7 separate regions of the Mus musculus genome follow, and all the other regions are linked to region 5. The links are chromatin contacts, called in public HiCAR-type and promoter capture Hi-C maps. All regions are on one chromosome and are shown on one strand. The core of a region is the stretch at or near the end of the contact, and the rest is flanking DNA. Distances in the headings are between cores, read along the strand shown. Region 1 holds the start of Pdgfa (platelet derived growth factor, alpha). Region 2 holds the start of Hip1 (huntingtin interacting protein 1). Region 3 holds the start of Nsun5 (NOL1/NOP2/Sun domain family, member 5). Region 4 holds the start of Zfp68 (zinc finger protein 68). Region 5 holds the start of Ap1s1 (adaptor protein complex AP-1, sigma 1). Region 6 holds the start of Mlxipl (MLX interacting protein-like). Region 7 holds the start of Pom121 (nuclear pore membrane protein 121).

Evidence for each region. Promoter capture Hi-C pulls out the DNA fragments that hold promoters and counts their contacts. HiCAR-type assays count read pairs that join an accessible place to other places.
Region 1: a contact with region 5 is called in a promoter capture Hi-C map of liver, with 4 times the contacts expected there. The contact joins the promoter of Pdgfa here to the promoter of Ap1s1 in region 5. A contact is called at or near these places in 2 of 39 promoter capture datasets (cranial neural crest and liver).
Region 2: a contact with region 5 is called in a promoter capture Hi-C map of liver, with 2.4 times the contacts expected there. The contact joins the promoter of Hip1 here to the promoter of Ap1s1 in region 5. A contact is called at or near these places in 3 of 39 promoter capture datasets (liver and pre-B cells) and 1 of 115 datasets of contacts at active chromatin or transcription factors (pancreatic cancer cells).
Region 3: a contact with region 5 is called in a promoter capture Hi-C map of pre-B cells, with 2.3 times the contacts expected there. The contact joins the promoter of Nsun5 here to the promoter of Ap1s1 in region 5. A contact is called at or near these places in 2 of 39 promoter capture datasets (liver and pre-B cells), 1 of 484 Hi-C or Micro-C datasets (B cells) and 1 of 9 other capture datasets (liver).
Region 4: a contact with region 5 is called in a HiCAR-type map of astrocytes, with 4 times the contacts expected there. The contact joins the promoter of Zfp68 here to the promoter of Ap1s1 in region 5. A contact is called at or near these places in 1 of 39 promoter capture datasets (liver) and 1 of 115 datasets of contacts at active chromatin or transcription factors (astrocytes).
Region 6: a promoter capture Hi-C map of pre-B cells shows a contact between it and region 5, with 2.2 times the contacts expected there. The contact joins the promoter of Mlxipl here to the promoter of Ap1s1 in region 5.
Region 7: a promoter capture Hi-C map of liver shows a contact between it and region 5, with 5 times the contacts expected there. The contact joins the promoter of Pom121 here to the promoter of Ap1s1 in region 5. A contact is called at or near these places in 3 of 39 promoter capture datasets (liver and pre-B cells).

Annotation. Positions count from the first base shown.
Region 1 is chr5:138,993,008-138,996,224 of GRCm38.p6, forward strand. Pdgfa (platelet derived growth factor, alpha) reads right to left here and starts at 1,937. Exons shown (of 6, transcript NM_008808.4): 1 at 1,702-1,937; 2 at 281-377. The coding sequence starts at 1,764.
Region 2 is chr5:135,543,361-135,546,757 of GRCm38.p6, forward strand. It overlaps Hip1 (huntingtin interacting protein 1), which reads right to left and starts at 1,762. Exons shown (of 31, transcript NM_146001.2): 1 at 1,577-1,762. The coding sequence starts at 1,696.
Region 3 is chr5:135,368,698-135,371,988 of GRCm38.p6, forward strand. It overlaps Nsun5 (NOL1/NOP2/Sun domain family, member 5), which reads left to right and starts at 1,256. Exons shown (of 10, transcript NM_145414.2): 1 at 1,256-1,379; 2 at 1,494-1,616; 3 at 2,544-2,718; 4 at 2,801-2,909. The coding sequence starts at 1,287.
Region 4 is chr5:138,618,415-138,621,897 of GRCm38.p6, forward strand. Zfp68 (zinc finger protein 68) reads right to left here and starts at 1,329. Exons shown (of 6, transcript NM_013844.2): 1 at 1,195-1,329.
Region 5 is chr5:137,044,097-137,047,597 of GRCm38.p6, forward strand. It overlaps Ap1s1 (adaptor protein complex AP-1, sigma 1), which reads right to left and starts at 2,012. Exons shown (of 5, transcript NM_007457.3): 1 at 1,912-2,012. The coding sequence starts at 1,914.
Region 6 is chr5:135,104,760-135,108,263 of GRCm38.p6, forward strand. Mlxipl (MLX interacting protein-like) reads left to right here and starts at 2,132. Exons shown (of 17, transcript NM_021455.5): 1 at 2,132-2,456. The coding sequence starts at 2,164.
Region 7 is chr5:135,392,745-135,396,300 of GRCm38.p6, forward strand. Pom121 (nuclear pore membrane protein 121) reads right to left here and starts at 1,802. Exons shown (of 13, transcript NM_148932.2): 1 at 1,193-1,802. The coding sequence starts at 1,761.

The DNA of each region.
Region 1 (3,217 bases), core at 687-3,186, 1.9 Mb after region 5:
GAACTTTCAGTGACACACCCGCTGCGTTTCACTTAAAACAACCCCTGGGTGAGCGAAGCAACCCTCCGCTGCCGCTGGGAGAGAAAGTGGCAACTACAAGAGAAACGCCTGACTCATACGCCTGGGCGTTTATGGCCGGCGAGTGGAGTCTGACCTTTCGGTGCGCTCCTGCGCAGCGCCCGGCCCGGCGGAGCGCGCAGGGTACGGTTCCTCGCGCAGCCGGCCCGCCCCGCCGCCCGCGCCCTCCTCTCAGCCAGGGCAGGGCAGGGGCGCGATTTACCTACGGAGTCTATCTCCAAGAGTCGCTGGAGGTCCCGGATGCTGTGGATCTGACTTCGAGCCAGCCGCTCGATCAACTCCCGGGGTATCTCGGCTTCCTGCAAGCAGACCACACCGTCAGGACGCGCCCAAGGGTTCCAGCCCAGCCCCAGGGGCCACACAGCCCGGCCGGACCCTCGTTAGGCCCTAGAGCCAGAGGATCGGCTGGGGCTAGATGGGACCCCCTAAATCCTCCACACTGTTCCTATCTGTCTGACCTTGATAAAAATACCCCAACAATGCCTTGACATGTTCAGACAAAAATCACCCGCGCTCTGGCCTCCCCAGGGTGTCTGGGGGCAGCCAGGGGCCCGAAGAGTTTCTGGTTTAATAGCTAAATCCACATGTAGAAACAGAGAGGGTCGAAATGCGTCACGCATCCACGACTGGAGTCACAGCAGCCTCAACACTTTAATCTAGCCGAAGGGTTCAATTTCACTCCGGGAATCCTGAGCTGAGCCCGCAGGGGAGAGGGTCTTCCCTCTCCCCCCACCCCACCCCCTACAAGCACGCGCGCCGGGTCGCCCCACCCGGCTCAGGCCCAGTCACGGCCCTAGCGCCGACTAGGACGCCCAAATCCATCGGGGCTTAGAGAGGCTGCAGGGAACGCAAGGGGTTAAATATCCACCTCGCGCCTCTCCGGTCCCTGCCCAGACCACCCCCACCGTTCAGCCTCCCCCACTCTCCGTCCCGGTTTTTAAAAGGGAGTCAGGGTCGCTGGAGGACTCAACCACGAAGTTCCCACGACAGGGGCTGTGGAAAGTCATTCATCACGGCAAAGCTCCCGGGGAATGGGGGTGGGGGGGAGGGTGGCGGTGGGAGGGCGCGGGCGCCTGGCCCGGCCCCAGCTGCCTCGTTCAGCCACCTGTAAGCAGGCCTGGGCGGGCGGAGACTGCTCCAGCCCTGCGTCGGACTGGGTTTGGGGACCGAGAACTGGGGACTGCGGCTGGGCGCTGCCCACCCTTCCCAGTCCCAGGCTACGGCCGCACCCTCCTCTACCTGCTTACTGCCCGCCCTAGTCCCCTCCCAGAGCACGGTCAGTTTACACACACCCCCTTTCCCGCTTCCCGCACCCCGTTACTGCATTGTCCGCTGCGTTTGGGCTGCCCCTTCTGGAAAGGCACCCACAGCCCCCCGAAGTTTCTACCCACGGGTTCACCTCGCGGCTCCCCCGTCCCCCTCCAAGGCGGAGCGACGCAACGCGCTGGAAACTCACCAGACACACTTGGGCATGGCAGAAAATAGAACCCAGTTGGGATTAAAAAAAAAATTACACCACCCTGACAAAACCAAAATGCTCTTTGCAGAGCTTGAAACAGGTAGCCGAGAGGGGCGTGCGCCGAGGGAGCCGAGAGGGGACAGAGGCGCGGGGGTGGCACCCACCTCGGCCAGGGCATGGGCGAGGTATCCGCAGCCGAGGAGCAGCAGGCAAGCCCAGGTCCTCATCGCGTCCCGAGGCGCTGGAAGCTCGGCAGGGAGGCGAGGCCGCGGGGCGGGCGCTCCAGCCGGGCTCCTGTGGCGGCGAAATTCAGTACCATCCCTCAGGGAGCGCGGCCCGGAGGAGGGTGGCGCGGAGAGCAGGGAGCCTGCGGAGCGCGCTCGGCGCGAGCAGCGAGTGCAAAGCCAGCGAGGAGGAGGAGGAGGAACAGAGTCGCTCCGGGAGCCTCCTGGGCCGCCGGGTAGGGGGTGGGGACGGAAGGGGCGGAGGGCGGGGGCTGGGCTTCTTCCTTGGTGCGTTCCCCGTGCTGGCCGCCGCCGCGCTCGCTCCCCGTCGCTGGCTTTAGGAGCGACCCGGCCGGTAAATCCGCATATTTGCTGCCGTCAGCCCCGGGAGGGGACCGCGGAGCGTGGCTGCAGCTCCCGCCGCACCACCGATCACCTGTCTGGACTCTCGGCCCGGTACCAGCTACCGCCTCGCCTCTCCCTGAGGGCTCCGGGCAGTCCGGAGAGCCTGTCCCCGGGCCTTCCTCTCGCCGCTGCCGCCCCGGGCCGGGCACGGCGCGGCCCAGCACGGCGCGGCCCGGCGGCCTGCGTGCGCCCCTCCGCGGCGCGCCCTCGGCTACGGCGCGGCGCTCCGCCCTCCGCCCGCCGGGGCCGGGCAGCTCCCGCGGCCGCGCCGCCTGGCAGCAGCCTACCCGCCCGGGGCCTCGCTACGCCGCCCGCGCGGGCCGGAGGGCGGGCGGAGGGCCGAGCTGGCGCCGCTGCCGCCGCAGCAGCAGCCGCGGGAAGACCAGAGGAGGAGGTGGAGAAGAAGGCGCAGGCAGGCCGGGCTCCAGGAGTTGAGCGGGCTCCGCAGGACGCGCGTGTGGAGCCGGCCGGCGACAGGGAGGGGGTTATAGCGCCGCCACCGCGCCCCTCCCCCTCCCCCGCCCCCCGCCTCCCCCGGATTCCGGGCCCGGGACCCGCACCTCGGAAGCGCTCAGGGGTCTCGCGGGCCAGATCGGGCCCGGCCGCCACCGCCACTGCAGTGGCCACACACGCGCTCACGCAGGCAGCTACATCCATCCAAGCTCGGCGCCCGCGGCTCGGAGCCCACAGGCGCCCGGGCTCCCGGAGCGCCCCTCCCTCGAGCTTGCCCACCCTTCAGTGCCAGCTGCAATCCTGCGGCACCGGGCGGGGAGGGGAGGAGGCCGCTGCAGAAGCACGGCCGTCTCTGGCTCGCCTCTCTCTCGGGCCCCAGCGGCAGTAAAGGGCAGCGCCCAGAGCTGCTGCGCCAAAAAGGGCATGAGAGTCGGCTTGGCCCCCGCCCGGCGCTCGGGCCGCTTCCCACTGTAAGGATCCAGTGCTCCAGCCTTCCCCTCTCCATAAAAGGAGGGGGAGTGAGTCTTTGCGGAGAGGCGGGGCGGGTTTAGGGGCGCGTCTAGGGCACTCACCTGACGGCTGCCACGCGCCCGCGCCC
Region 2 (3,397 bases), core at 512-3,011, 1.5 Mb before region 5:
GAGTATGGAGGTCAGCAGACAACTTGGACAAGTTGGTTCCCTTCCTGGGATGAAACTCAGGTGGCCAGACTGGTTGGCAGGAGCCTTTACCCCTTAGCCACCTCCGCTGGCCGTAAGCTCAAACTTTTATGTCTAACTTATTGCCTCAGTTTTAAGTCGGATGCTATAAAATAGCTCCAGTTTATTTTCTTCTTTCAGTTTAAAAATAAAAGAGGTTGGGGGGGGATATGAAAACTTTTTTTTCTTTTTTTCTTTTTTTTGGCAACAACGCCCAAGGTTCAAAAGATCTGAGAAATTTAAAAAGCTCCAAACTCTATAGACATTGAGAGGTAAGTGGACGGTGGTCTCTCTTTCCCCTCCCGGGGTACAACTACCCCATTTCCCCCCTCAGACACAAGAAGTGGACCCAGGGGTCTCAGAAACAAGAGGTGGTGTAAAGTCCCCTGGGGTGAAAAGGCTTTCTTCCGAGCAAGGTCCATTTATAGAACACACAGGCCCTCCCTATCTCTTCCATCTTTCCTACTCACAGAACACGACAGGGGACCTGCCTCTGGCTGAAGTCAACTCAGATCTTCAAAGTAGAACTCGGAGAGCCAGAGTAGAAGAAATCTACCGGCCCGGCATCCGCAGTGGGATCCGAGGAGTTGTACTCTCAGAAACAGATTTTACATACAGATGAACTGATGACTACACACCCCGAGCCTCACAACTTGATTCAGTCCGATCAATACAGCATGCATAAAAGCCTGAGGTAAAACTGGATAGTGGCTTTTTGTTGATAACTGCGGTGGAATTTTGGCCATCTGCCCTGGTCAGACCAGACAAATAAGGCAGGCGGTCTGCTTATTAGCTGTCAGGCATATTTTGGAGGGTGAAAGCAAAACCTCAAATCAGGAGTCTGAGTATCACTGGACAGCTTATGCCGGCACGCAAAGCTCTGACAATCCAAGCGCCTCAATTCCTACCCCAGGCTGCGCGTCCCCGTTCCTCCAAACCCCCGGGCCATTTTACAAGTTGGACCACACTTCACATTTCTTACGGTCCTTCCCATCACTCAGACCCCTTTGGCCCAGCCTCTGAGGCCAACAGCTGGGGCTGCTGAGAGCCAAGTTAGAGGCACCGTTGAGCGAGATGCTGGGAAGTGTAGGGAGAGTCAATACTAAAGTAAGGCGACCAGAGCCACCCTTCACACCCCCACCTTGGCGTTCCCACACTTGGCAAAAACCAAGCGACTTCCAAGTGCTTCCCCTATCCAGGAGCACCCTTCCGTCAGTCCCCTTTCAACTCCCTTTAGCCTCCCTTGTGACCCCTGATGGTGCTCACTGAGACCGTCCCCTCAGCCGCAGGAATCTGCAGTTCCCCAGAGTGCACCCCGACCCCTATGCCAGTGGAGATGCCCAGGTAGATCCCGAACCTCCCTGGGACCCGCCTAGTTCCCTACCCCAAAATGATTCCGATCGCAGCCACCTTGCCTAATTCCTTCCCGAGTCTGCAAGTCCCACTCCCTTCCAAGCCTCTCTTGCACCCTGCATCACTCCAAGTGCCCCAGGGATGCCCCAGGGTTCTCGAATCTCACCTGAGTCCGCTCGAAGCTCTCGCGCTCCGCAGCCTCCATCCCAGCACCAACTCCGCGGCGGCTCAACACTTTGGGCAGCGGGTTGGATACCTGCTTCATGGAGCTGGCCATTCGGTCCATGTTGTCTGGGTGAACAGAGTCAGGGGCCCTCGGCCGCCCCGGGATCCCCGCGGAGCCTCCCGCCCCTCCCTACCCGCGGGGATCCGGCGCTAACGGGGACAGATTCCGTCTTCCATTGGTTGACAGCGCTGTCCATCTCCCTCAGAACCCACCCCATGTTTCCAAGAGGCTTTTCCCCACACCCCTCTTCCCACTTCGGAGGCGCTCCGCTCACTTCACCCGCTGCCCGCCTCAGGGCGGTCCGCATACTATGACTGGTCTGAAGGTTTGTCCATTATCATTAGTGGGCAGGACCTGGTGGGCTGCTGTCCTAACCTGCCCCCTAGGCTCCGCCCCATAATCGATGCACCGCCTTCCAGGCCTCTACATGCACTGTCATTGGTCTGAAGACTTATCTGTCAACAGGCTGGCTTGATGGGCTGCCCTAACCTTTTCTTGTTGGCTCCACCCTACATCCGTCACTCTTCCTTTGTTCCCACCCCCCAGGACCATAAAAGCACTATGATTGCTCTGAAGGCTTGTCCGTCATGCTAGTGGGTGGGGCCTGGCTGCCACAGACCAGCCCTTGCTGACTCCACCCTACTTCGAAGCGCCACCTCCTGGGCCCTTCTCTGCTGCGGGTTTCTGAGCAGTAGGACCTGCGGTCCAGCCGGCGCCACGAGTTCCCGAGGGGATGGAAAGGCAGATCAAGGGAAGCATGGCTGCACACCATGCTTCACCGGCTTGCTGGGGAACTCTGCGTCAGTGTGGACCCGCGATGGCGGCCTTAGTGGTCCTCGAAGTCCCCTCCTCGTGCATTCCTTTCTGCCCGTTCTGGAGGACCGTTCTGGAGGGTCCCCAAATACTGGCCTGTGATTGCGAGGATCTCCCCAGAGCTTTCCAAACTTTGCTTCGTTCTCACCTTATCTCGGTAGAAACCCCAACAGATGCTCTTTGTTCAACTATGGTAGGGTCCACTCCTCCCATCCTGTTCTGGGAGCACCTACAGACTGGGAAGTGCTCCTCAGCAAAGAAAAAAGTTACAGGTTCTTCACTAACAGAACTAGTGGCACCGTTAAGCATTAAGCAATTTGATGGTGCTATCCATCTAGCTCTGCAATAGAAGCCAGTACAAGTCTCACTTGTACTAGGCAATGTTTTAATTAATGACAATATCAAACTCACTATGTCGCTGAGTCCCTTGAATCCCTGAGCCTCTTGCCTCTTCCATTCAACTGTTAGGATTATAGGCGTGGGCCTCTAGGCTTGACTTTCCTTTAACGTTTTACACACATTTTGTACCTGTGTGTATGTGTGGGACTGTGTTCATACGGCAGCACTCTGTGGAGGTCAGAAAGCAAATTAGATTCTGTTCTCTACCGTGTGGACCCCAGGATCTGACTTGAGTGATAGGCTTAGTGTAGCAACCTACCCACTGAGTGGTCACACCAGGGATGCTCTTTAAAAACAGTGTTTCAAGACGGGTGGTGATGGTCCACAGCCTTAGTCTCAGCACTCAAGAGGCAGAGGCAGATGGATCTCTGAGTTCAAGGCCAGCCTTGTCTATAGAGTGAGTTCCAGGACAGCCAGTACTGCACACACATGCACACCTACATGCACAAAGATAATATTTCACTAAAAAGTTGAGATTGGCTTTGAACTCCCAGAAATCCTGCCTCAGCCTCTTGAATGCTAGGATTACAGGCATATACCTGTATACAG
Region 3 (3,291 bases), core at 6-2,505, 1.7 Mb before region 5:
GCTAGCCAAAGATGACCTCAAATCAATCTTTCTTCCTTTCCTTCCTTCTTTTCTTAAAAGATGTGAGAAGAGGGCATCAGATCCCCTTATAGATGGTTGTGAACCACCATGTGGTTCCTGGGAATTGAACTCAGGACCTTTGGAAAAGCAGACAGTGCTCTTAACCAGTGAGCCATCAGGAGCGTACCATCATGCCCGGTTTATACAGTGGAAGGATTGGAACCAAAGGCTTTCTGCCTGTTAGGCAAGCCCTCTATATAGATTGAGTCCCATCATTGGTCCTCCTCATCAATGTTGAGAATTGATCCCAGGGCTTTGCACATGCTAGGCAAGTGCTCTACTCCGAGGGACAATGTCTGTCGGCCCTATTAAACACCCACTTTTTTTTTTTTTTTAAACAATCTACTTTTTCCAGCGCTAGGGTCCCAGAGAGCCACATTTACTAGATGGGTGTTCAACAACTCCAAGCACACCAGTGGATTCTAGGCAGGTGCTCTACCACTGAGCCACGCCCCCAGCCCCTCCCTGGGGGATTCTAGGCAGGGACTCTACCACTGAGCCACGCCCCAGCCCCTCCCTGGGGGATTCTAGGCAGGGGCTCTACCACTGAGCCACATCCCAACCTCTCAGTGGAGGCATCAAGGCACGTGCTTTATTACTGAACCTTTCATCCGGTCACAGGGAGAGGCTGACACAGGACTGCTAGGAGAGTCTGCGTAGCCTTCTGAGTTCCAAAGTCTTAAAAAAAAAATTAAAAACTACAAAATAGCCTGGCGTGGTTGTGCACGCCTTTAATAAAAGCACTTGGGAGGCAGAGGCAGGCGGATTTCTGAGTTCGAGGCCAGCCTGGTCTCTACAGAGACAGCCAGGGGATACACAGAGAAACCCTGTCTCAAAAAAACAACAAAAACAAACAAACAAACAAAAAAAAAACCAATCCACAACAACAAACTACAAAATAGCTACACTGAATTCTAAAAAGAAAGTAGACTTTTTTCATTCTACATACAGGACCTCATTATGTAGCTCTGGCTGTCCTGTAACTACTTAGACCTAGCTGACCTTAAACTCGCAAAGATCCTTCTGCCTCTGTTTCCCGCGCGCTAGGATTAAAGGCGTGAGCCAGCCCGCTCGGATTTAGAGCCTAAGATTAATTTTTGGACGCTGAAAACGGAAAGCAGCGAACCCTTTGACTCCGGAAATCCGGTTGTACAAATTGTTGCGGCGGCCGTAAAGCCAGCCCGAGTTTTGCGACAGTGTCGTAGAGCGCTTGAGGCGGGGAGAGCATGGGGCTGTACGCGGCCGCCGCGGCGGTGCTGGCCGGCGTGGAAAGCCGCCAGGGCTCCCTCAAGGGGTTGGTGTATTCCAGCAACTTCCAGGTAGTGAGGCCGGGGGCTGGCAAGCCGGGCTGGGGAGCGGGGCTTGTCCGGGCGGGAGGGCGAGGCGAGGCGAGGCCCGCGTGGGGTGCAGCGGGTGTCCCCTGTGTCGCACAGAACCTGAAGCAGTTGTACGCTCTGGTGTGCGAGACGCAGCGCTACTCGGCCGTGCTGGACGCTGTCATCGCCAGTGCTGGGCTCCTTCGCGCCGAGAAGAAGCTGAGACCGCACCTTGCCAAGGTGAGCGGCGGCCAGAGGCTGTTACCCGTGCGTGGCTCTCACACTTCTTTCTGGGGTCCCAGTTGAGCTGGGTCAGATGTGACTCCCCTTGGAGCATTGCAGGAAGGGCTAAGTAGGACGAAGGTGCAAACTAGTAGTGGCTGAGGCTACCTACCGGACAGGGTGATGATGGCAAGGTCGGTCGGGGTCCAGAGCTCTGCTGGCGACCTGGGGGGTGGGGTAGGGTGGGGAGGGGGAGCTTCAGGCATGGGGCAGGACACGGGGTTTGCAGATGGCATTTGCTCTCGTCTCTTTACCCGCCTGCCTGGATGCCTGTCTTTTTGTAATGCTGGGAGATTGAACCCAGAGTCTCCAACAAGCCATAGAAGAGTTCTCCCACTGAGTCACACCCACAACACCTCATTGGACAGCATCACTAGACAGATGCTCTATTTTTGAGCAGTACCCCCAGCCCCTCACTGGGGGATTCTAGGCAGGTGCTTATTGCTGAGCTGCAATCCCTATTTCTTCTCTGGTGGATACTAAGCAAGCTTCCTACCCTACTGCTGAGCCACCGCCTCCGTTGCCTCCTCTTCCTTCTCCCCCTTTCGTCCTCTTCGGTCTTTAGAGACAGGCTTTCTCTGTGTCACCCAGGCTGTTCTGGAACTCACTCTGTAGATCAGGCTGACCTCGAACTTACAGAGAACCGCTTGTCTCTGCCTCTTGAGTGCTGGGATTAAAGGCACCATTACCCAGTTAGCTTGTAGTTTTCTTGCTTATGCATCTGATGTTGCTGGCATTATGGACATTTGCCCTAACATCATGCCATTAATTTCTTTTGTGATCTTGGGCAAGAGAACTCTATTGACATGACCATCTGGACAGGTACCTACTTCTCCCACTGGAGGGTTTTATGGTGTTAATAGTTTTGTGTTTTTTCCTGTCCAGGTGCTAGTGTATGAATTATTGCTGGGGAAGGGGTTTCGAGGGGGTGGAGGCCGATGGAAGGCTCTGCTGGGCCGGCACCAGGCAAGGCTCAAGGCTGAGCTGGCCCGACTCAAGGTTCATCGGGGTGTGAGCCGAAATGAGGACCTGTTGCAAGAGAGCTCCAGACCTGGCCAAGGTGACTTGGAGGCTGAGGGGCGGGAGGGGAGTGACCCTCAGAAGGCTCACCTCCCTCCCCACTTGACCACTGTGACTTCTAGCCTACCAGGTACCACGGTTCGTGCGTGTGAACACGCTCAAGACCCGCCCTGAGGATGCAATCGATTATTTCAAGAGACAAGGTTTCTCCTACCAGGGTCGGGCTTCCAGGTAAGAGCTGAACATCGTGCCCGGGTGCCTTCATTTTCCTCTGTGTCCAGGTTCTCAAGGAAGTAGGAGTCTGTTAGAGGGGAGACTAGGTGTGTGTATGTGGGATAATCACTGCTTTCTCTGGATGTTTTTCCTACTTTCCCAACAGAATTTTCTTTGTTTTTAAGAAAGATGTTGCTTTTAAGTGGTGCACATGTCTGTGCATGGGTGAGGGCATGTGCCTGAGGAGGACATTGGACTGCTGGACACGGTGCTAGGAACTGCACGTAGGTCCTCTGCGAGAGCAGTGTGTCTTCCTAACTGCTGAGCCACGTCTCTGGCCCTGGCAGCAGTTCTCTGCAGTCTCTTCTGAGACCTGTTTTTTTTTTTCCCCTGAACCCTG
Region 4 (3,483 bases), core at 79-2,578, 1.6 Mb after region 5:
GGGCTCGAGAACTGGCTCAGTATTTAAGAATACTTGATTCTTAATAAAGCCAGCCTTCCAGAGGACCCAAGTTCAGTTCCCAGATGCCTCACAACTTGTTACAGCAGCTGCAGTGGGTCCAGTGCCCTCTTCTGGCCTCCAAGGTACTGCATGCTAATGGCAAACAATCACACAAATAAACATATTTACATATAAGTAAAATAATCTACTACTTACTAAGTTGTGGTGTTTTGGTCTTTACCTATGTTTTCTAAATAATATCATTTGCTCAACTTGGCAATGAGTTGGTTCTTGATTGAACTGAATTCCAGACATGGCCTACTGTGCATAAAGATGCCCCAAGGATGAGCCCATAAACAACTTAAAATACAATCGAACTTTTGAGGACATTTGTAAACATGACCAGCATTAAAACAAAACTAAACTGTTATGCTCAGATACTTTGGTATGCAAATAGTTAACAAGTATTCCATTTTGTTGCTATATGGTAATATGCATGCTGAAACACATTAACAGAGCATTCATGTAAAACTCAATGACTTTTCCCACAATGTTCAGGAGTCAAATGATTTGTTTTCCTTTCTGTTTTCGTGATGTGTTCACAAACAGAAAAAAAAAAATTTAAAGTTCTTGAGAGTGTACTTTTCTCTAGTACTCTAGAAATTGAAAAAAAAAACTACATTATACAATACTGCATATTTGAAATGTACAATGAATAACAGTTAACATAATGGAAACTGGAAGTTGGTATTTGAGAAAATAGGCAAAAAGGTAAATATAGGGGCAGGGAACGCTTATAAAGAATATGGAGGGGCGGGGCTGGCATTCAGGATTCTGGATTTGAGACTGGATGCCCAACCCTCTATAAAAATTAGAGGAAACCAGCAGGCTCATAAGAAGGAAGGAGAAACTAAGTATCCGGTGGGCCACACTCACTCTCGTAGAAAAAGCCTCACAGACGGAATGGAAAAGAACCCAACACAACACAACCTGCGGGAACCAAGCAGCCTTCTCAGAGTAGCCCAGAGCCCGCTGAAGTCACCGCATCCGGAGGGACAGGACGCCCGGGCTCGAGCAGTCCCACAGCCCCGGGGATCCAGCGCGAGCGCCCGCGAGGCCTGACTGCAGACCCCGTTCCGCAACAGCGCGCCCAGCTCCCGCGCCATCACCTCCGGACACCACCCGCACACTCACCAAGTCCACTTCTGCGAGACGCTGGTGTCCTCCCACCATCGTCCAGCACCCACAGCGTCACTACGCCAACAAAGCTGCGCAGGAGGCTCCTGGGCAGGAACACCGAGCCCAAGATGGCGGCTCCCAGACAAAGGACCGGTGACAGCCAAAGCCCGCCCCCCGCCCTCCCTCTGTGTGTCTGATTGGACACTTCTCAACTCAGTGCCTCCGATTGGACAGGGCTCCGGGTCCAGCCCCTTGAGTGACAGTAGATGGCGCCAACGCACAGCTGTAGGAGCTCAGAATGACAGGTTCTTGGCTGCAGCTAATTTTAAGACAGAGGGTTTCTTGTGAAACTCAGCATATTCCTTATATTCCTATACCTAAAATCACATAAACGTGTGGCGTGATTTTACACACACACAAAGCTTGCTATGTACAGTGTCTGCCTCCATAATTTATAGCGAATAAGCTAGGTCACATGGTTTGCTCAAAAGAATGAGGATCTGGGTTCTATTTCAGGCTTACCTAGAGCCTTTTTTCTGGTACAGCTGTGACGGTCTGGACTTTCCAAAATGTACTAGAAAAGGATTCAAGGCAAAAATTATATACTGTCTTAAGTGTGTGACCTTTTGTGATGAAAATAATTAAGTTTTTTTTTTCCTTTGAGTGATACTGGTGTATATGGGGTTTTTCTTTTAAATTCTTTTAAATATATTTACATCATTTCTTTCTTTCCTTTCCTCTCTCCAACTCTTACCATGTCTTCTTCCTCCAAACCCTTTCATATCCCCTCCCTCTCTCCATCTCAAATTCATGGTCTTTTCTATATTAACCTGATGAGTTATTTTTACCATTTCCTCTATGTTTATAATTTCGGGGCCGGTCACTTGATTTTGAACAACAAAGGTGCACACCATGACCAAGACAATTCTTATAAAAGAAAGCATTTAACTGGGAGGGGGGATAGGAGGGGCTGCTGACAGTTTCAGAGGTTAGTCTGTTATTATTGTTATCACAGTTGTGGGGAGCATGGTGAAGTACCTGGTGCTGAAGTGGTAGCTGAGAGCTACATCCTGATCCACACGTGGAAAGGAGGAGAAAGAGCCTGGACTTGGTATCTCTTCACAGAAATAAAACAGACTTCTGTTTGAATGACTTAGCAAACTCACAAAGCTCCTTTGTAGTGTAGCATACTTCCTCGAGGACTATACTTTCTACCTCCCCTCTAGGGGCCTGCTTTGCCTTGAGTCTGCTTATAGGTCTAGAGGCAACTATTGGTGAGCCTTGAGTATTGTCATGACATCAGTATTGTCTTGCCTGGTATTTTCTTTAGAGAAAATCACTGCTGGTTTACCGAACAATGAAGGGCGTGTTATCCAACCTTATGTGACTGTAATACAAATTACATAAGCAAACGGTCATGTGCTATTTCAAGTGTTTTAAAAGCAGACTCGGGCAGCAAGAAGGCCCTCCTCCCTGTTCTCCTCCCCAAACTCCCTGTCCTGAGTCAGGCTGACTTGCCAGCTCTGTAACAAGGAGAGCAAAAAAGACAAAACAAAGCAAAACAAAACACAAGCATGCTAGACTATTGAGCACAGTGCATCAATAGCAACCGCTAAAAGATAAACCACTTTCAACAAACATTACTATTGTTCATACTGTGGTAAAAATCCCTGCATTAGGAAGGAGAAGCCAGGAAAAGATTCATGGTGGAAAAGATTATAATCAGGAACCCCAGGTGACTGCCTTGATGGCCCCTGATCAACTCCTGCTGCATGACTGTAAACACTACCAATTTCTCATTTTGTCACTTTGGTGCCTCTGTGTGTGTGTGTGTGTGTGTGTGTGTGTGTGTGTGTACATATATGTGTTTGTGTAAGTGTATGCAGACATGTACATGAAGGTGCCCCGAAGGCCAGAAGAGAGCATACGATCCCTTGGAACTGAAGTTACAGATGGTTTTGAGTCACCTGATATGAGTGCTGGATTTGAACTCTGGTCCTCAGGACAGAACTTTAAACGTTCTTAAGCCATTTCTCCAGCCTGTTAGCTCTCTTAGTCAGGTTCCTCCAGCTGTCCTTACTGAGTATTGTAAACTCTGCTGGTTCTGTCAATCAACGACATGCAATTTATCCTTTTACTTTTTTTCCTTGCTATATACTCAGTAAACACATTTATTCAAAACCCCAGATCATTCCCTGGACTACAGAGAAAAGCAGGTTACGAGGACTTGATACTGCTTACAAGTCACTTGACTAACAAAAGGTGCCGAATAGACACTGATCTCCATCTCCTCTTATTAGATGT
Region 5 (3,501 bases), core at 762-3,261:
GAGCCATCTCTCCAGCACATTTTTATTAGTTTTAATTCTGTGTATGTGCGCATGTGTCTACATAGTGGGTTTGTTCATTTATGAGGGTGCCTGACACACAGTAGGACTTGTAACATGCTAGGTGCTGCTATTTTCCCCTGACCTTCTGTTTCCTAACCCTGTTTTCCATGGAGAAGATGCCTAGCCTCATGATAAGCTGAGGCCAACAGACAACAGTTCTCTGTGTGTTCTTCTAGACGCCATGTCTCACAGACGCCCTACCCGATCCTGCCATAAACCTTCAGATGCCTCTGACTCAATATGGCCTCTCGTCAGTCCCATACCTGTCGATACTCTTCCCTGAGTAGTGTATATAAATAGAACTGTGCTTGGCAGAAATATTCAGATTTTACCCTCCATTTTTCTCCACCATCCACACATTTAGTTCCACATACTGCCTCTCTTCCCAGCTTTTTTTTTTTTTAGACAAGGTTTCTCTGTGTAGCCCTGGCTGTCCTGGAACTCACTTTGTAGACCAGGCTGGCCTCGAACTCAGAGATCTGCCTGCCTCTGCCTCCCTAGTCCTGGGATTAAAGGTGTGTGCCACCACGCTCGGCTTCCAGTTTCTTTAAAGCGTTCTTTTATATTCTTTTACACGTATGTGTGGGGCACCCACGTGCCATCACTTACATGCAGAGGTCAGAGGAGGAGTCAGTCCCCTCCTTCCACCACATGGCTCCTGGGAATGACCTCAGGTTATCAGCCACCCGGACAAGCTGAGCCGTCTCTCTGGCCCTCTTTTCTGTCTTTCTTTTGTGAGACAATGTTTCATGTAGCACAGGCTGATCTCAATTCCCTAAGTAGCGAAGGCTGCCCTTGGTTTTCTGATCTCCCTTTTTCTTACCTCTGAGTACCAGGTTACAGGTGTGCACTCTAAGGCCTGACCTTTCTTCTGAGACATCAGGTGACTGATCACTGGGTCCCTCAGACAGGGGCATAGTCACCCTGGAGGGCTCTCCTAGGGAATGTCTGTGGAATAACTAGCAAGCAGAGTCCTCACTGCTTCCCGCATGGCCCTAGTTTTATTACCAGTTGCAGAGGTTCCTCATTCCATATCCTGAACTCAATTCCCAGCAAACAGCTCTGAGAACATGGCCCGGGTTGGGATATCTGTGTGTGTCCCACACTTCCAGTTTAGCAGGTTAAGTTAAAAGAAAACAACACCCCAGAAGCTAGAAGTAAGTACTGTTGGTGGGGGGGATAGGGAAGGTGAAGAACTGAGGGAGTCCTGTGTAGTTAAGAAAAGGAGGTGACAGCTACAGCAGGAAGGCCTGGGTTCCGGAAAAGAAAATGCCCCGGAGAGGGTGGAGAGCTGGGATTGCCAAAGTAGGGAGTCTTCCAGAGCCTAGGTCCCCGACGGCAAACCCTAGAGCCCACCTGAGCCAGAACTCCGGGTGAGCTGTCAAGGAAGCGAGACAGGAGGTTCACTCCAGAGACCCGGAAACTGTTCCCTCCCACACCGAGCTCTCCATGGGCCATGCTCCAGTGTGGGCCTCAAGGGAAGGGGTTTCGGCGACCTGCAACCATCCCGAGTGACCCCGGCGCCCCAACCTCGTGCCTTCCCTGCGGCAGTGCCTGGGAGGGTCTTAAAGATTCCCAGAGTCCCGAGCGCTTCTCCAGGCTCGGGACAGTCCCGCCACCATTCAGCTCTAGTCCCCTCTCTCCTAACCAGCAAGACTCCTCCCAACCCCTGTCCCTAGTGCCATTTCCAGCTTCCGAGGTCAGCTCTCTCCAGCAGCTCCAGGAAGTGGATCCTTTGCGGACCACAGGGAAGACAGGGCGACTCCCACAAAGGGCAGCCCCCCTCCGGACCCCTGCAGGTACAGCCCACGCCCCTCGGGTCCCCGTCCCCTCCCTCTCCTCACAGCCTACCATCCTGCAGCCTCCAGCCCGGTGCGTCCCTCTCCGGCCACCGTAGAAGCCAGCTCCACTCCCAGTCGGATTCTTTTCTTTTCCCTCCCTCTCCGCTTGAAGCCCCGCCCCAAGGCCTCGCCGGCTCCAAGCACGGACGCATTGCGCAGGCGCCAACGCTGCAGCGACCCACCCCCATCTCATCCGGCGCGCAGGCGGGGCTGGAGGCGGAGAAGCGGAAACCATGGCAACCAGGTCCTTGACTTCAGTTTTGCAAAAGCCTGGTCGTCATGGTAACAGGGCTGTCTTGGTGGGTTGATTGGAGGATGGGAAGGGAGGGGGTAGAGGACAATGAGGACTTCGAGCTTTGGAGCATTTGTGGGGGAAAAAGGCGGGAAAAGGGTGAGAGGTGTATGCACGATCTTTGGAGCTGATGAAGAAGTTGGGAGGAATGATGTGGAAAACATCAGTCAGAGGGTGGTGATGGGCAGGATGAGGGAAATAGAGACCGGTAGGCTAGGAGAATAAAGAGTTCAAGGACAGCTCAGGGTTCCAGAGCAAGCAAGATCCTGTCCCCAAAGCAAACAAGGCAGGTGTGGTGGTGTATCCTGTGATCTCTACACTTGGAAGGCAGAGACAGGAGTTCAGCTGCAGCTACATGGCACGGTCTTGACCACCCAAGGCCACAGAGAGCCTGTCTCCAACAACAACAACAACAACAAAAGTGACACAAAACAGTGCAGATATGATGGTTCGGATTGTAAAGATGTTTCCCCAAACCCACAAGGTGGAAAGAAAGAACTGACTCCTGCAAATTGTCCTCTGACCTCTGTATAAGCAAGCACCCTAGCTTGTATACACCACACACACACACACACACACACACACATATATACACACACACACAGACAGACAGACATGGTCACAGGCAACACAAAATACACTTGTAAAATGTAATCTTAAAAAAAAACTAAACCAGGGATAAAAATCAGGGATAAAAAAATTGTTGAAAATGGGAATACTGTAACAGGAATATAAAGAATGGGAGGAAATTGTAAATTAAGGAGAAAGGGGAAGAAATGAAGAGAATCTTATAGTATTAAAGGGGTGTGGTGTAATCCCCATAGCCAGAAGGCTACAGCCAGCCTAGACTACACAGTGTGGCTCTGTCAAGCAAGCAAGAGTGGGATTCCAGAACTGGGTGTGGTGAGGCAAGTCACAATCCCAGCCCTGCAGAGGCTGAGGCAGGAAGAGCAAGAGGTCATGACCAGTTTTGGGGCTATGGAGGAATATGTGTGTGTGTGTGTGTGTGTGTGTGTGTGTGTGTGTGTGTGTGTGTGTGTGTACCAAACTGGATGTGCTGGTATACACCTATTATGTGATTATTTGGAAGGTACAAGCAGATGTACTAAGATCAAGAGTTCAAAATGACTCTTGACTACATAGCTAGTTCATTTTATGGACTGAGACACAATGTCAAAAAAAAAAATCGTTGAGCAACAAAACAATTTAGCCAGGCATTATTGTGCACATGCCTGTAATCTGGTCCCTGGGGAGGCAGAGGCAAGAGGACTGGTCAAGAGGGTTCAAGGCCAGACTAGGCTATGTAAA
Region 6 (3,504 bases), core at 882-3,381, 1.9 Mb before region 5:
GTCAACAACTTGTGAGAGTTCTTCTTCTACCATGTGGGGTCCAAGGATTGGTCATCAGGCTTGGCAGCAAGCACCCTCACCCACTGAGCCATCTCACAGGCTGTGTTTTATTTTGGAGGGATGGTGGAGGTGGGGGGGGGTGTCTCACTATGTAGCCCAGGCTAGCCTCAAACTTGCTATGTAGCCAAGCATGACTTTGGACTCTGATCCTCTGCCTCTATCTTTCTGGAGCTGAGATTACAAGCATGCAATGCCACACCTGGTTTAGGCAGAGTTGGGGATAGAACCCACAGCTTCCTAAATGCTGGGCAAGTTCTCTACCAACTGAACTACAGGCCCGGCCTGAGACTGGAAACTATTTCCTGTTGTTGTTGTTGTTGGGAGTGGGCGTTGGGGTTGTGGTGGTGATTTTTGTTTGTTTGTTTGTTGTTTGGTTTGGTTTGGTGTTTTTTTTTTTGTTCCTTTGTTTTTGTTTTTTTGTTTTTTTTTTTTTTTACAAGACAGGGTTTCTCTTTGCATAGCCCTGGCATAACCTCAGCAAAATCCTGGGTTCAATCCCCAGCAGGGCACAAACAAACAAACTCTTGTCTGAGGCACACCACACCGGAATGACAACAAAGCCAAACATCTCAAAGCCTGATCTAGATGTCTAGATGTGGTTGAAAAATTGCTTTAGGGACCCCTAGCTTCCCCAGCAGTGTTCCCCAAGCCTCCTGTCCCAGTGGAAAGGTTAGCTATGTCTGAGTGGGGTGGAAGGATGGAGGGTGACTCTACTTCATCTCACCCCCCAACCATCGGTTGCTCTCCAAACAGCTTCATCTGCATCTCCATTCTGTCTCCCAGGCCCCGAGAAAGTCTTTGAGGACCTCAGCAATATCTAGAAAGATAAGCTTGTCTATAAAACTCCCATCGCTGTGGAAGCAGAGACAAGAAGACCATAAAATTTAAATTCTACTCTCCATGGAAAGTTCCATATCTCTGGGTGGTGGTGGAGGTGCGTGCATTTAATCCCCGTGCTCCCAAGGCAGGGGCAGGCAGATCTCTGAGTTCCAGGCCAGCCTGGTCTACAGAATGAGTTCTAGGACAGCCTGGAGTACACAGAGAAACCCTACCTAGAAAAACAACAAAACAAAAATAGAAAAAGAAAGAAAGAAAGAAAAAAGGAAAGGAAGAAAAGCAGGAACAGAAAGAAGCTAGGCTTCAGGGCTGGTGAGAGAACTTCCCGAGGAGAAAGCCCGAGTGCAGGGAGGTGATCTAGAGAAGGTGAACTCTTAGAGTCCACTTCTGAACTTTGCTGTAGAGGCATAGGACAATCATAAGAGCGCCTGGGTACAAGCAAGCATTGGGGTTCAACCGCACAGGACCCTGGGAAAGTGAAGAAGGCAGGCAAGCGATTTACTGAACTCACTATGAAGCAGAGGATGACCCTGAATTTCTGGTTATCCATCTATCTATCTTATCTATCTATCTATCTATCTATCTATCTATCCTATCTCTCTCTCTCTCTCCATCTATCTATCTAGTGTTTATGTGTCTAGGAATACATATGGATCTCAGAGGTCAAATTTTAAAAATCGAGTATTTTCTTCCAACATGTGGGTCCTAGGGTTTGAACTCTTGTCCTCAAGCCTGGTGGCAAAGGCTTTTACCGGCTAGCGGTCTTGTTTGTTGTTTGGGATTTTTTTTTTTGTCTCTTTCTTTCTCTCTCTCTCTCTCTCTCTCTTTCTTTCTTTCTTTCTTTCTTTATTTCTTTCCTGTCTGTCTGTCTGTCTATCTGTCTGTCTGTCTCCACCTCCCGAGTGTTACACTTACAGAATCACCCCCATGCTAGTGTCTGTGGTTCGGAGGATCGAACCCAAGGCTTTGTGCACGCTAGCCAGCCCCAGCCCAGTCCCAGCCCCAGCCAGACTTTCTGAAACCTGAAAAGTAGAGACTAAAAAGTGCTCTCAACAGAAAGAAAGGCGAAGCACCGCCAAAGCTCCAGGATCAGTGGTTTCACACCACGCTCACTGGTTATGCTAATTTAAACATCACCTGCCAACTAAGGGCCACGCCCACCACAAGGACCTATCAGGAGAACAGGGGCGTGGCCATGGTAATTAGGCGCAGCTGGCTACGTTAAGCGCTCTCCAGAGCGCCCGAGAGTTGGCGACAATAGTGGCCATGGCGCGCGCGCTGGCGGATCTATCCGTGAACTTGCAGGTCCCCCGGGTCGTCCCTAGCCCGGACTCGGACTCGGATACGGACTTGGAGGATCCGAGTCCCCGGCGCAGCGCGGGTGGCCTGCATCGATCACAGGTCATCCACAGCGGACACTTCATGGTGTCTTCGCCGCACAGCGACTCGCTGACCCGGCGACGCGACCAGGAGGGGCCCGTGGGGCTCGCCGACTTCGGGCCGCGCAGCATCGATCCGACACTCACCCACCTCTTCGAGTGCTTGAGCCTGGCTTACAGGTGAGGGCGGACCGGGGAGCCTGAGTCCCAGCTTTCCGTGGTGGGACCGCGCACTGGGGCTCCTGTCCCAAACTGCTACGGGGGACGCTGGACACAACTTAGGCATTATCTTCCTCGCCTGGTCCTGCGCAACCCACGGACCCTCATGAATCATTTGTGTCCCATCACTTGCTTGTGGCGCCACTGTCCTGTCCTCCACCTTTGTCTCCACCTTTGCAGGGCCTTCTACGGTTGGGCCCCCGCTCTTTGATTCTTCTGCTTTTGCACTTAAATGCCAGGTGTCTTTCACACTCCTCAGACTATAACCCATCCCGTCCACTGCCTCCCTCCACTCGTGGTATGCCTGGACTGTTTCGTTCATCCTCAGCAGTCCCTGCAAAGTCCCACTCTTCCCTGCACGCTGCAGTTATCCCGTGGTCGCCCTCATAGGCAGTGTCCACTTACATGGAAACAGTTTCTTGCTCACTTGCCCAGACACCATTTATTTTGGCTTGATTTAGTTTGGTGAGCCAGAGTCTCACTCTAAAGTTCAGGCTGGCATTGAGCTAGGTAGCCCAGGCTGGACTCCCATCTCGGCCTCCCAAATACGGGGATTACAGGCATGAGCCACCGTGTCTGATTTAGAACGCTACGTCAAGGTTGGCGGGAAGACGGTGCCCAGCACCTGCCCAGAGCCAGCAGAGGGTGCTGCAGTCCACCCTAGGTCGGGTAGGGAAAACCTGGTCTCCCCGAACCCGGTAAGAGGCTGCAAGGCAGCCAGGAACCCTGTAACTACGGCTCAGACCTCCGGGGCCGCACCCAGCTTCAGCCCCACCTATGTGTCCCCGAGGAGGGCGCGAACTGGGGTCTTGGCCCAGTGCCCTGGAGCAAAGTTCCCGGGAGCAGTGGGAAGAGGATAAATTATCAACCGAAAACAGTAGGAGAGAAAGGGGGATCGGCCGGCCTTGATCTTTCTTCTCTGTAAATATCACGCTTCTTCAGCGAGCCTCCTCCCCTTCGTAGAACCGCTGGCTGTAGACCGGCACCTGCAGCCCCACAGGGGACCTGG
Region 7 (3,556 bases), core at 552-3,051, 1.7 Mb before region 5:
TCATCTCTCCAGTCTGGAACCACAGTCTTAAAAGAACACCAAATTCAACTGACTGCAGAAACAAGAGGCATTAACACTTCTTTCAACCTCTTATTTTTCTGTTAGACAGTGCTGGTAGCAGAAACTAGGGGTGTGTGCATGCTGGACAAAGCACTCTATGACACTAACAGCTCAGACTTTAAATTTCTCTAAGCAGCAGAGAACGTAGCATTTTTTGGCACATTTCTCCCATTTCATCCAAAGGCAGAAAATATCAGTTGCTTAATGGCTGTCTCTACCACAGACTTCATCAAATTAAGAGGGAAACTGGAAACCTTGCCCACATGGGTACTTCAGAAGAAAAGCACATGCAGTTGGGATGTGTAGGAATAGTTTTTTTTTTTTTCCTTTCCCCCAACTAACCACCAATACACAGCAAAAACCAAACATTAACAGGTATTCACCACCTCAACTAAGCAGACTTATCAAGGCCAGTGAAACGTCTTGTGAAGGAGCTTGCTGCCAAGCTGGAGACCCAAGATCAACCTCAAATTCACGTGGAAAGAGAAAAAGGACTCCAGCAAGCTATCCTCTCATCTCCCTGTGAATATGCAATTTAAAAAGAAAAAAATGCTTTTATCCAGAATCCGGGTTGAGTGTAGTGGAGCACACCGGTAATCCCAGCATTTAGTAGGTGAAGGCAGGAGGGTCAGCAATCCAAAGTCACCCTCATGAGTTCAAGGGACAGCTCAGATACATGAGATCCTGTCTCCGGGGGGGGGGGGGGGGGGAACAAAAACCCAAAGGCTGGGGAATAGGTAGAGGGCAAGCTTGCCTGCTATGACTGAAGCTGTGGGTTCTATCCCAGCACAGCATACAACCTGGTGCAAACCTGTAATCCTATCAGTGAACTCGCTCAGAAGACGAGGCAGGAGGATGAGTTCAAGGACAGGCTCAGCCAAAGAACGGGGTTGAGATTAGACAGCCTATGCCATCAAATACCCTCTCTTAAAAAAAAAAAAAAAGAAAAAGAAAAAAAATAAAGAGAAAAGAGAGTAATGGGAAAAGGGAGGGAAGGGCGTAGAGATAAAAAGAAAGGGAAAAGGCAAAGAAAAGAAAAAGGGGAGGTGAGTTAAATCCGATTTACAGGTTGAGCCCTACGTCAAATCCGCGGCCGCAGAGACCCCACCCTGGGAAGATCGCCGGGGCTTACCGGTGGGGCGGCCTCCGGGAGGGTCGCAAAAGCGGGGTGGGGAGCGCGGGGTAGACGTGGTGGACTCGCTGGACCGCCGAGGCCGGAGGCGGGGAGCGTGCGGGTGGGCGGCGCCCCGGCCTCTCCCTTGGGTCCTGCCGGAGGGCAGGCTCGGGCGGGCCGGGCTTGCCCAGGTAGCTGCCCATGAGTAAGAGCTCAGCCGGGTCGGGGCCTCCCAGCGGGCTGCGGGGTTCGCAGAGGCTACCGTTGACTGGTGACTTGGCCGGAGGCGGTGAAGCGGTGAGAGCTGGCCGCGGGTGACGGCGCGCGTCGCGCACGAAGGACGACAGGGCCCTCGGGCCGCGGGGTTCTCGGCTCAGGCCCCACCAGGCCGCGCTCGCCCCCACGGCCAGCCAGGCCAGCGCGGCCGCCGCGGGCACCAGGTAGAGCGCGAGGCCGAGCAGCGCTAGGCCGAGGGCCGCAGCACCCGCCGGTCCTCCGTAGCCGCGGGCCCGGCTCCGGCCTTCCCGTCCGCCCAACGGGGGCCGCCGCCGCTCGCCTCCGTCAGCCGCCGCAGCCGCCGGAGACATCGCGGCTCCGCGCCGCGGAGCGGACTTAAATATCCCAGGGTACACCGCGCCGCGCGCCGCCGCCGACGTCACTGTCGTCGACGCGGCGCGCCGGGTGGAAAGGGGAAACCGCCGCCGCGTGCGGAGCACGGCGCGAGAGCCCTAGTTTGAAAAATTACAGCTTAGGTAGGCGGATCGGTGCACGCCTTGCCTCTCAGAACGCGGGAGGCGGAGGCAAGAGGAGTTCCGTGAGTTTGAGTCCAGCCTGGTTCACAAAGACAGTTCCAGCGCGACATGGAGACATAAAGCCTGTCTCAAAACAGCAAAACTTAAAAAAAAAAAAAAAGAAAGAAAGAAAAGAAGAAAAGTACAGCCCGGTTTTTGACGCTGGAGGTTTCCCTGACGCTCCTGGACTGCAGAGGAGTGATGTTAGAAATCAAGGCACAGAACGGAGATGGGTGGCACGCGCCTGTAATCCCGGCATTTGGGAGGTGAAGGCAGGAGGATCCCGAGTTCTAAGTCAACCTGGGCTACTTAGTGAGACCCTCCCCGTCTAAAACAAAATAAAACCCGATCAGTCAGACCCTGTATTGGAAAAGGCCAATCAGGCCCTGTGTGGAGGCTCACTGTTTATCGCAGCGAGGTCAGTTCCAGGCCTGCTGGAGCAACACAGTGAGACCCTGTCTCAAAATAATTTTTTAAAATGTGTGTTTTGCTTGAATGTATGCTGGGATTACATTCACACCATCACATCTTACACTTGCGTGGAGGTTGAGGGTCAACGGCAAGTGTCTTTCAATCTCCTTTTTTTCTTTTCTTTGTTGTTGTTTCTCGAGACAGGGTTTCTCTGTATAGACCTGGCTGTCCTGGAACTCACTCTGTAGACCAGGCTGGCCTGGAACTCAGAAATCCACCTGCCTCTGCCTCCCAAGTGCTGGGATTAAAGGCGTGCACCACCACCGCCCAGCAAGTCTTTCTCAATTACACTGCACATTATTCTTTGACACAGGGTCTCTCACTAAACCCAGAGCTCACCAACCTGGCTAGGCTGGCTGGCCAAAAAGACCCAAAATCTTTTTGTGCCTACCTCAGTGCTTGGGATTACAGGGGCTCCTACTGTGCTCAAGCAAGCTTGCTCAGCAAGCCCTGTACCAATGGAACCATCTTCCCAGTCCATATTTCCCCCCTTTCCATCCTTCCCTCCGTTCCTCCTTTTGTTTGTTTCTTCTTTTTTTGAGGATGATAGACTGAGAGCTATTCCTCCACAATCAAGAGTAAGATAAGACTAGACTTGGGGAGGGAAGGCTAGATGGATGAGGGAGAAGCGGGGAGAGGCAGGGATTAGAGTTTAGAGACGATGCATATTGTTAATAAAACTAGCTGAACTGGTAAATGACAGTGAGTACAGTGGGCACTGGTGATAGTTAAGAAACAGGGTGGTCCTGCTCAGTGCCATTCTTAGTTTCTGAGGTGTAATCCAGTAGGGGTTTGTTGTGTATCGGCCACTAGAGGGCAGTCCCAGGCTTATCCATTAAAGCACAAACACACACAGCCTTATCTGTCCACCTTGGTTTTATGCAGTGGTTCTCAACCTTCCTAATGCTTTAACCGTTTTATTCAGTTCTTTATGTTGTGGTGACATCCCCCAACCCCCAAACTATAAAGCTACCTCCTAAGTGTAATTTTGCTACCGTTATGATTTGTAGTGTAGATGATGTTTTCTCGATGGTCTTGGGGTGGAGGGGTCAGTACCCACAAGTTGAGAACCACTGGCCTTATGGTCTCACTGAAGCACTGCCTAAAGGACACACGACCA